3 separate regions of the Mus musculus genome follow, and all the other regions are linked to region 1. Evidence: chromatin contacts called from public Hi-C data. All regions are on one chromosome and are shown on one strand. The core of a region is the stretch at or near the end of the contact, and the rest is flanking DNA. Distances in the headings are between cores, read along the strand shown.

Region 1 (2,540 bases), core at 19-2,518:
ATAACACAGCTTATGTGAGGGAAAACTCCTGATACAATTTCTAAGATAAAATAATCTGAGCATTACTCAAGTCCAGTTTCTTAACAAAACCAGCCAGGGAAGACCTTAAGAAGCAATTTAAATAGCCAAAGGCTCCCTGGTCCAAATGCCTGGTAGAATACTATCACCTCTTGACAATTCTTTGGGACAATCATCTCAACATTTTAAGCTTTCCTGTAGGGAAATCCCAAAATTAACTGTAACTCACTATAACAAATATTTTCATTTAAGCCCCGTATCCTCCTGCCTCAGGCTCCCCTAACAGCTGATATTGTGTGAGTCACCACTTTCCTGCCTTTTGTCAAAATCAGGATGATTGGGGAGGGGGATAAAATGTATATTATTTATCCACAGTTTCTTAAATAAGAAACTTAGATGATAGCACTCGGCATTCAATTGTGTAAAAGGTACATTAACCCGTGTAAAAGGTATAAATTATCAGAACAAGGGTTCCTGTTCATTTTCATTCTCTTCCCCTCCACCCCTTTCTGATTTTGCAAAATAACTGTCTGGTAAGACTGCTGTCTGTATCAACCACAATAACCACACCAGCCCACGGAGGTAACATTCAGCAGGTGCAACAAGAAAGTAACATCTTTCTCTTCCCCCTAAATCAAAATGTATCCTCTTTCACCTAATTTGTCACTTTGGGGCAAACGATACTACAGCTGGCAGGAACTTTCTCCTTAGTGGCAGATGCTGGTTTCACATACCCCGGGGAAGAGCTGTGTTCCTGGGCCTAGCTTTGCTCCACAACTGGAGGGGGGCGGGGGGGCGCGGAGCATCAGCCGGGAATCGATAGGTCCAGAGACCTCACCAGTGGGCGAGCCCCTCGCCCACGTACCCCGCCCCAGTCTGGGTCCAGCACCTACTCTGCCTGCTCGTGCTACCCACCCGGAAGAAAAGCTCAAGCGCTCTGTAGCTAGAAGAGTGGTGGAGTGGACCCGACGCCTCCGGCTTCAGCTGGGAGACCCTCCCCAACCTTGCCCGCCCAGAACTCGGCCCTCCATGCCCACAACCATGGGCAGGGCAAGAACAGACCTGCGCCCTCTCTTCTGTGACCCGTCCAGCCTCCTCGAGGCTGGGATCTACACCCTGCTCCGCGCCACTGACCTTCTCTGCAGGGTCCCGGCGCGCGAGGCTAAGCCGACTGATGCCCGCCGCGAGCACACCAGTTTTCCCTGCCCACGGCCCTCCGCCTTGCTCTGATCCACAGCCTAATGCGTGCCCGCCTCCTGGTTGCCATGGTGACTGCCTCCTCCCCCCACAGCCGCTAATTGGTCCAGCTCCGGATCGCGGAGGACTCCTATTGGTGAACTGGTCCAGGGACGCGCCTACGCGAAGGCGCTTCTGGAAGAACTAGCCAAGAGGGACGTGGCGCTCTCCGAAGCGTGAGGAAGCCGCGCCTCTTCCTTCCCTTGCTGTCTTAGACTAGCTCTTAGTGCATGGCTTAGTAGGGTGAAGTGATGCCCGGGGATCCCCCACAAAATCTTAGGGTTTGCCAGGTTCTTGGTCTCTGGCATGAGCCTGCAGCGCCCACAGTGGTGGAGAAAAAAGTGGTAGCCCTCTTGTGAGTCTTGGAGAGCCTCTTTCCTGCAGGGACTCAGACTGGTATTTAACGTACCCCCACCCTCCTTATCGTGGTCCCTGAGTCCCTGTGACTTAATAGCATTTACCTCTCAGATACAGATTTTTCTTCTCTCTGCCCCGTGGAGTCAAGACATCTTCAACACATTTAACATTAACAACATTTTAACCGTGGGGCATTTTGTACGTGCTTGGAGGGTAGAAAAGCTTTAGAGCCTTGGAGCTGGTTTTGAAGCGTGAGTGCCAGTTACTCGCACCTGACTGATTTTTAGGGTGTTTTGTTTTGTTTTGTTTTGTTTTGTTTTGTTTTTCAACCCAAAGAAAAAGGTCCTAGGTTGTGTACTGACTGGCTGGTCTCCTTGCTGCAACGAAAAATACTAAGAAAAGCAGTTAAAGAAGGAAGAGGGGTTTGGTTTGGTTTGGTTTGGTTTGGTTTGGTTTGGTTTGGTTTGGTTTGGTTTTGGGGTTTTGCTTGTTTGTTTTGCTCACAGTTTAAGGGTGTGCTTCAGTACAGCAGTAGAAGAAGCTTGAGGCAGCTGGCACAAGGTATCAGGAAGCAGAGAGAGACACACGAATGCTGGCACTTAGCACTCTCGCTCGCTCGCTCTCTGTCTCATTCTCTCTATCTCTAGTTGGTTGAATCTACAAACGAAGAACCCACAGATCCAGGGGAGGGTAGACTGCAATGGAAACCACTGTTAGCAAGACACAACGTGGGTTAATGGCTGTGTGCACCATTAGAGATCAGACTTCTCTCTTGCAACACTCAACTTTTCTAACCCATCCTAAAGAAGGTATCAGAGCACTATGCTTCCATTTCCTTGTGTATAAAATGGGGTCAGTAACAGCCACACACACACACACACACACACACACACACACACACACACACTTACAGTCTATAAAAAAGAGTC
Region 2 (2,540 bases), core at 11-2,510, 380 kb after region 1:
CTGTCGGTGAAGTGAAGTTCTCTCAGCAGACACTTCTCAGAAGAAAGAAAAAAGCCACTGTGAGGTGGAAAGCGAGATGTGTTAAAGCAATAACTGGGCATTGGGTGGCATCTGCTTACAAATGCCTAGCCTTGAGCCATCCCTCCAGCCAGGCTGTACTAAAGGACCTCTGCTGCCTGCTGTGGGGAAACCCAGGACAGTTTCCTCTGACTAGGTCTGGTGAGGTGGGCAGGCAGGGCCAGGACACAGGATTGTGACTTGACTCCAGCCCAGCTGAGGAAGAGGTGGCCATGCCAGACTCAGTGTTTTGTCCCTTTATTTAACTTGTCTCAAGATATTCTACATGCAGGAAGCAGTGAAAACCATAAACACCTTCACTGGGTGGAGCCGCATTTTAAACGAAAATTTGTCTTTGACTATGCTTACAAGAAGAAAAAGAATCCTTGAATATATTTAGAAGTTACTGTCTATTTTTAACTAACTCCATATGCTGCCAGTATCAACTTCATGACATTTGCCAAAATAAGATTTTATTTTTTGCCTTTATAAGATTTTGTTGGAAAAATGAAATGAATATTTTGCAAGAAAAAGTTAATTTAAATAAAAGTGTAATGGTTTGCAAAAAAAAAAAAAAGTGATGTATAGATTAAAATATTAACCTCATCCGTGTCCTGGCTCTTGCTGGCTGTATTCATTCACCGTGGGCTGTGTGCCCTTACCCTGTGTCAGCCCTCTGCCTCCCCCTTTCCGTGTTCACGAATGAAAGAGCCTCCTCACTGACAGCCCCTTGACATTTGAGCGAGTTTGGAGGCCTGAGGGGTGAGGTTTCCTTTCCCACCCCCAGGCAAGGATCCCTACTCGGGGCCGGTTTGGGCTGGTCGGGCCCAATCTCATCCAAGACAGCAGAAGTGGTACAACGGGCCCCCATCCAACCCACACACTGCGCCCATTCAAATGAGGCCTGTTAGTGATGGACCGTTGCAAACTGGATTTGCATTTAATTCATCTTGACTTGGGATGCATGCTCAAAGCAGGAGGCAAGGGGCCAGTTTGGTTTAGAGATGTGTGCGTTTCCAAGTTCCCGCATGGCCAAGGAGTGTGTTGGAGGTTTGGAGAAGCCTTCCAAGTATTTAAACTGGGAAGAATGGATTCCCAGGCATTCTGGATGGGTAGAAGGGAGAGCTGCTATTGTGGCTACTGTTTGTTTGGAATTTAAGAAATGCTCTTCTTGTTTTAAACATTAGCTGGAATGTCACGCAACAGATAAAAGTAAGGCGGGGAAGATCTGCAACTGAGTGCAGTCGTCTGAAAAATCAACAAAACCCCACGGCCAGGCCAGCCAATTGTGGCCTTTGAGGACCCCAGTTTTCTTCCCAGAACGGAACCTGAATGTGGCTCACAGACATCTATAACCCCAATTTCAGGGTGTCTGGGTCCCTCTTCTCAGCACCATGGGCCCTACACAGAAGCAGTACACACATGCACATGTAGGCAAGATACTCAGATGCATAAGTAAATCTAACAAAAAGGAGATGGAAGAGCAATTGAGGGAGAAACTGACATGGGCCTCTCCCTTCCATACATGTGTGTGCCTAGACACATGCTTATGCCAACACTTCCACGTGTGTGTGTGTGTGTGTGTGTGTGTGTGTGTGTGTGTGCATGCATGTGCACACGTGTCCATTCAAACACTGCTTCCACAACGTTAAAAGACAAAAGCCAAGATGAGGCCATTTGCAGACTGGCTGACTAGGTGTGCATAGTCTGGGATTAAGGACTCTGGTCCAGTATTTTCAGCTGTGTGTCCTTACAGAGCCCAGGGTCTGAGCAGAGAGTCGGGGGTGTGGGGGTGTTCCTGTCTAGTCTCTAATCTCTTTTTGCATTCATTTATTCTATGTGTGTGGATGTAAGTGCACACGTCCTGTGACTCAAATGTGGTGGTCAGAGGACAGTTTATGAGATTTGTCCCTCCTACTATGTGGATTCCAGGGAATCAAATTCAGGGAATCAGGTTTAACAGCAAACACCCTTACCCATTAAGCCTTGTTTACCTCTTAATTCTGACTGCAACCTAGGCCCCAGGTGAGGCCCAGGCTGTCCTTTCAAATCTTGGCCAGAACCAGCAAGGAAATTTTAAGATCGGCTGTCAAACAGGAATTAGGAATGAAATCTGCTAGTTCCCACTTGAACTTCCAGAACTGCCTGCATTTTTACCACATCCATGATTCTAGCTAAATGAAAACAGTTTGCATACAGGGGGGTGCTAAAAGCAAGCGTCCTGTTCATCTCTTCAGCCTGCCTTGGGCCCAGCTCTGGGCCCGTAAGCCTGCAGCGGGTCCCTTCTCCTCCCTCAAAGGCCTCAGTTTCCTCCACATGGAAGGGTTCTTGCAGAGTTCTCCTGGCTACTCTCAGTGGTACCTTTCACCTGTTTCCCTGGGGGCCTGCAGGTTCCCAGCAGTGTGAAGGGGGATGATAGTAACACATACAGACTCTGGCCCTGGCAGCCAGGAGTCTCTTATGGGCTCTGGAGGCGCCCCCCC
Region 3 (2,540 bases), core at 26-2,525, 270 kb after region 1:
GCTTTTTTGATCATGGTATTTTGTTGAACCAATAGAAACCCACACTAAGGCACAGTGACAGCCATTATCCACTGCTCACCTCTGCTTCAGGTGCTCCATGGATGGCCCACATGCTGTCCCTAGTTGGCCTTGAGAACTGGCTACTGTCCGTTTTATAATTGTAGGAACCCAGAGATTGAATGCCTTGCCTAAGGTGATAAAGTCTAAGGTATAAACCCAAGCTGACATTCAAGTCTAGATTGTCTCATTACAGACTCAACTAGATACCTTCCCCAGCGACTCCAACTGTAGCAAAGCCCAGAGCTCTCAAATCGCATGGTCTTTGAGACTGAAGGAGCTGGCATTCATCCTTCCATATTTTTCCTCTTTGGTGTTAATTCTAGTTGTCTACACGTCTGAGGGGTCTTCATATAACCTGCTCAACTGCACATAGAAAATATTTGGAAAGTATTATTTATCCAAAACATGTGTAGACACCCCCCCATACTTGTTATCCCCTGAAAAGTACAGTATAGCAAGTTTACACAACATTTCCATTGCAGAGCTATTTAAAGCAATCTATAGGTAGATTAAAGCATATGGGAGGAATGGGGAGGGGCTGATATTGTGCCGTTTCATGTAGGTGGCTGCCTCAGGAGGTCCTGGAACCAATCCCCTGAGACACTGAGGGGTAACTAAACTATGTCGGGTGACATTCGGGCCTTTTTTCCTTGGTTTTCAAGACAGGGTTTCCCTGTGTAGCTCTGGCTGTCTGGAACCCGCTCTGTAAACCAGGCTGGCCTCAAACTCACAAGAGGTCCACCTGGAATTAAAGACGTGAGCCACCACACTCCACTGACATTTGTCTTTTTAAAGACATTCTCAGCTTGGCTTATTCTGCTTGTTTGGGTTACTCAATGATATATCAGACTCTGAGAACTGGAAGGGATTGACAAGTCTATTAGTGGGGAAACTGAGTTTCAGAACTGACCGAGCATACAGAACCATTTCTAGTTGATCCAGGACCAGAACTTAGGCTCCCCTCCTATCCGTGACCCAGGGGTGTCTGTCATACAGGGCACATACTTTTATTTTAGGGGTATTTCTCACATAGGTTTGAAGAACAACACAGCTAAAACGTTAAACTCCTCATTTGTCGTTTATCATCACTTTGGATGTGGTTAGAGTCTATACTGTCTATTTAGAGAAAAAAAGTGGAAGTACGGGTTGGGCAGGGCCTTGGCTGAGATTTCAGAGGCGGTGTGTGGGTGAGCTGTGTGTGGTAAGTGCTCTCCCAGTGAGGGACTTGCCCAGCTGCCTTTAGTATTTCAGGGACCGGAAGAAGGAAGTGGCTCTGGTGAACATATTCTGTTTCCTGGGTGCCTTACCCATGAGTCAATGAGTGAGAGTGGGCTCATTGTGTGTGTTCAGAAAGCCCAAGGTCAGAGAGCAAGGGGAAATGGAGCTGGGGTTCAGGTCTCAGCTTGCTCTCATTTCCCACAGGTTGTATGCTGGGGAGCCCGCCATCCTCGAGGCTCTGAAGTCTGTTAGGACCTGACTGCTCCAGTACCCGGCTCAGGTGGCAATGGAGGAGGCTGGGTTGCTAGGCTGCCATCATAGCCTGTTAGTTTAAAGCTTCCTTTTGATAGTCTTTCAAAGACTGGAATTTATCAAATCTGACTCATGCAGTTAAGTGATAGAGAACACTTATCCTGCTGCCATGTGCCTGGCGTTCACATTGTGTGGTGACGCCACAAGGCTCCAGGAAAACGTGGTCTGTGCCTGTCAGTTTCTTTAAAGGGCAGTTGTCACATGCCTTTTGAGACCCAGTCATATGCCTGCATTTTCAGCATTCAGATAATCAACCAGAGCCTATGCACTTAGAGCAGCCAGGGGAGGAAGAAGAGGAGGAAGAGGAAGAGGAAGAGTGAGCTGCTGCCTCCTTAGCTGAAGAGACCCAGAGCTGTAGACTGTAGAGGGAAAGAACCATCGGGGTCTGCTTTGGGGATGCAGGCCAGAACAATGGGTCTAAGGTTTGTCCCCTTCCTAGCCCTGCCAAGAAAGTGCTGCCACTTCCGGGTGTAGTGGCACTGACCAGAGTGTGCCTCATCCTTGTCGGGGTAGTGTCTTGCTGACCAGAGTGTACCTCATTACAATGATTAGCTCACATCACCAGCACAGAATAAATGGTTTCACTGTGACGTTTCCATAGTGCCTGCCACCTTGCTCTCATTGTCTTAAACATGAAGCATCACTGTCCGTGTGCTACACATAGGTGCTGTGACAGCTGGACCCAATGGCCCTAAGACGCCCAGGTTCTAGTCCCAGAACCCATGGGCGTGCTGACTGTCTAGGTAATGTGGAAGGGAAGGGCTTTGGATTACCTGGTGCCCAGAGAGCCAGAGCCTCAGGAGAGGAGGTGTGTCACGTGGTTGGAGGGATGTGGGCTCTGACTCTGGGAACATGGGCAGCCTCTGCGGAGTGACAGAGGTAGGGATGATTTTTGCCCTCACCCTTCCGGTCAATGGAGCAGACTTCATATTTGTGATCTCTGGAGCTTT

The links. A called contact is a pair of places that touch in the nucleus more often than the background predicts.
Region 2: a Hi-C map of extraembryonic endoderm stem cells shows a contact between it and region 1, with 2.7 times the contacts expected there. The contact joins the enhancer-like site here to the promoter of Nucb2 in region 1. A contact is called at or near these places in 1 of 39 promoter capture datasets (cranial neural crest), 8 of 484 Hi-C or Micro-C datasets (the Ba/F3 cell line, the G1E-ER4 cell line, the HL-1 cell line and 3 more), 1 of 115 datasets of contacts at active chromatin or transcription factors (neural tube) and 1 of 9 other capture datasets (embryonic stem cells).
Region 3: a Hi-C map of CD8 T cells shows a contact between it and region 1, with 3 times the contacts expected there. The contact joins the enhancer-like site here to the promoter of Nucb2 in region 1. A contact is called at or near these places in 14 of 484 Hi-C or Micro-C datasets (B cells, CD8 T cells, the G1E-ER4 cell line and 8 more), 1 of 115 datasets of contacts at active chromatin or transcription factors (pancreatic cancer cells) and 3 of 9 other capture datasets (adipose tissue, embryonic stem cells and liver).

Annotation. Positions count from the first base shown.
Region 1 is chr7:116,503,097-116,505,636 of GRCm38.p6, reverse strand. It overlaps Nucb2 (nucleobindin 2), which reads right to left and starts at 1,268. Exons shown (of 14, transcript NM_001130479.2): 1 at 1,153-1,268.
Region 2 is chr7:116,121,616-116,124,155 of GRCm38.p6, reverse strand. Plekha7 (pleckstrin homology domain containing, family A member 7) reads left to right here. Exons shown (of 27, transcript NM_001305185.1): 27 at 1-671. Among named protein-coding and RNA genes, the nearest start is that of 1110004F10Rik, 30 kb to the right of the region's middle. Within about 2 kb of position 1,260, at least 31 of the 459 cell types and tissues checked have an H3K27ac peak or open chromatin away from gene starts, as enhancers often do. A contact at or near this core is called in cortical neurons and extraembryonic endoderm stem cells, where this site is marked.
Region 3 is chr7:116,230,151-116,232,690 of GRCm38.p6, reverse strand. The region is part of intron 3 of Plekha7 (pleckstrin homology domain containing, family A member 7); the gene reads left to right. Among named protein-coding and RNA genes, the nearest start is that of Gm44867, 60 kb to the left of the region's middle. Within about 2 kb of position 1,275, at least 67 of the 459 cell types and tissues checked have an H3K27ac peak or open chromatin away from gene starts, as enhancers often do. A contact at or near this core is called in B cells, CD8 T cells, the HL-1 cell line and 2 more, where this site is marked.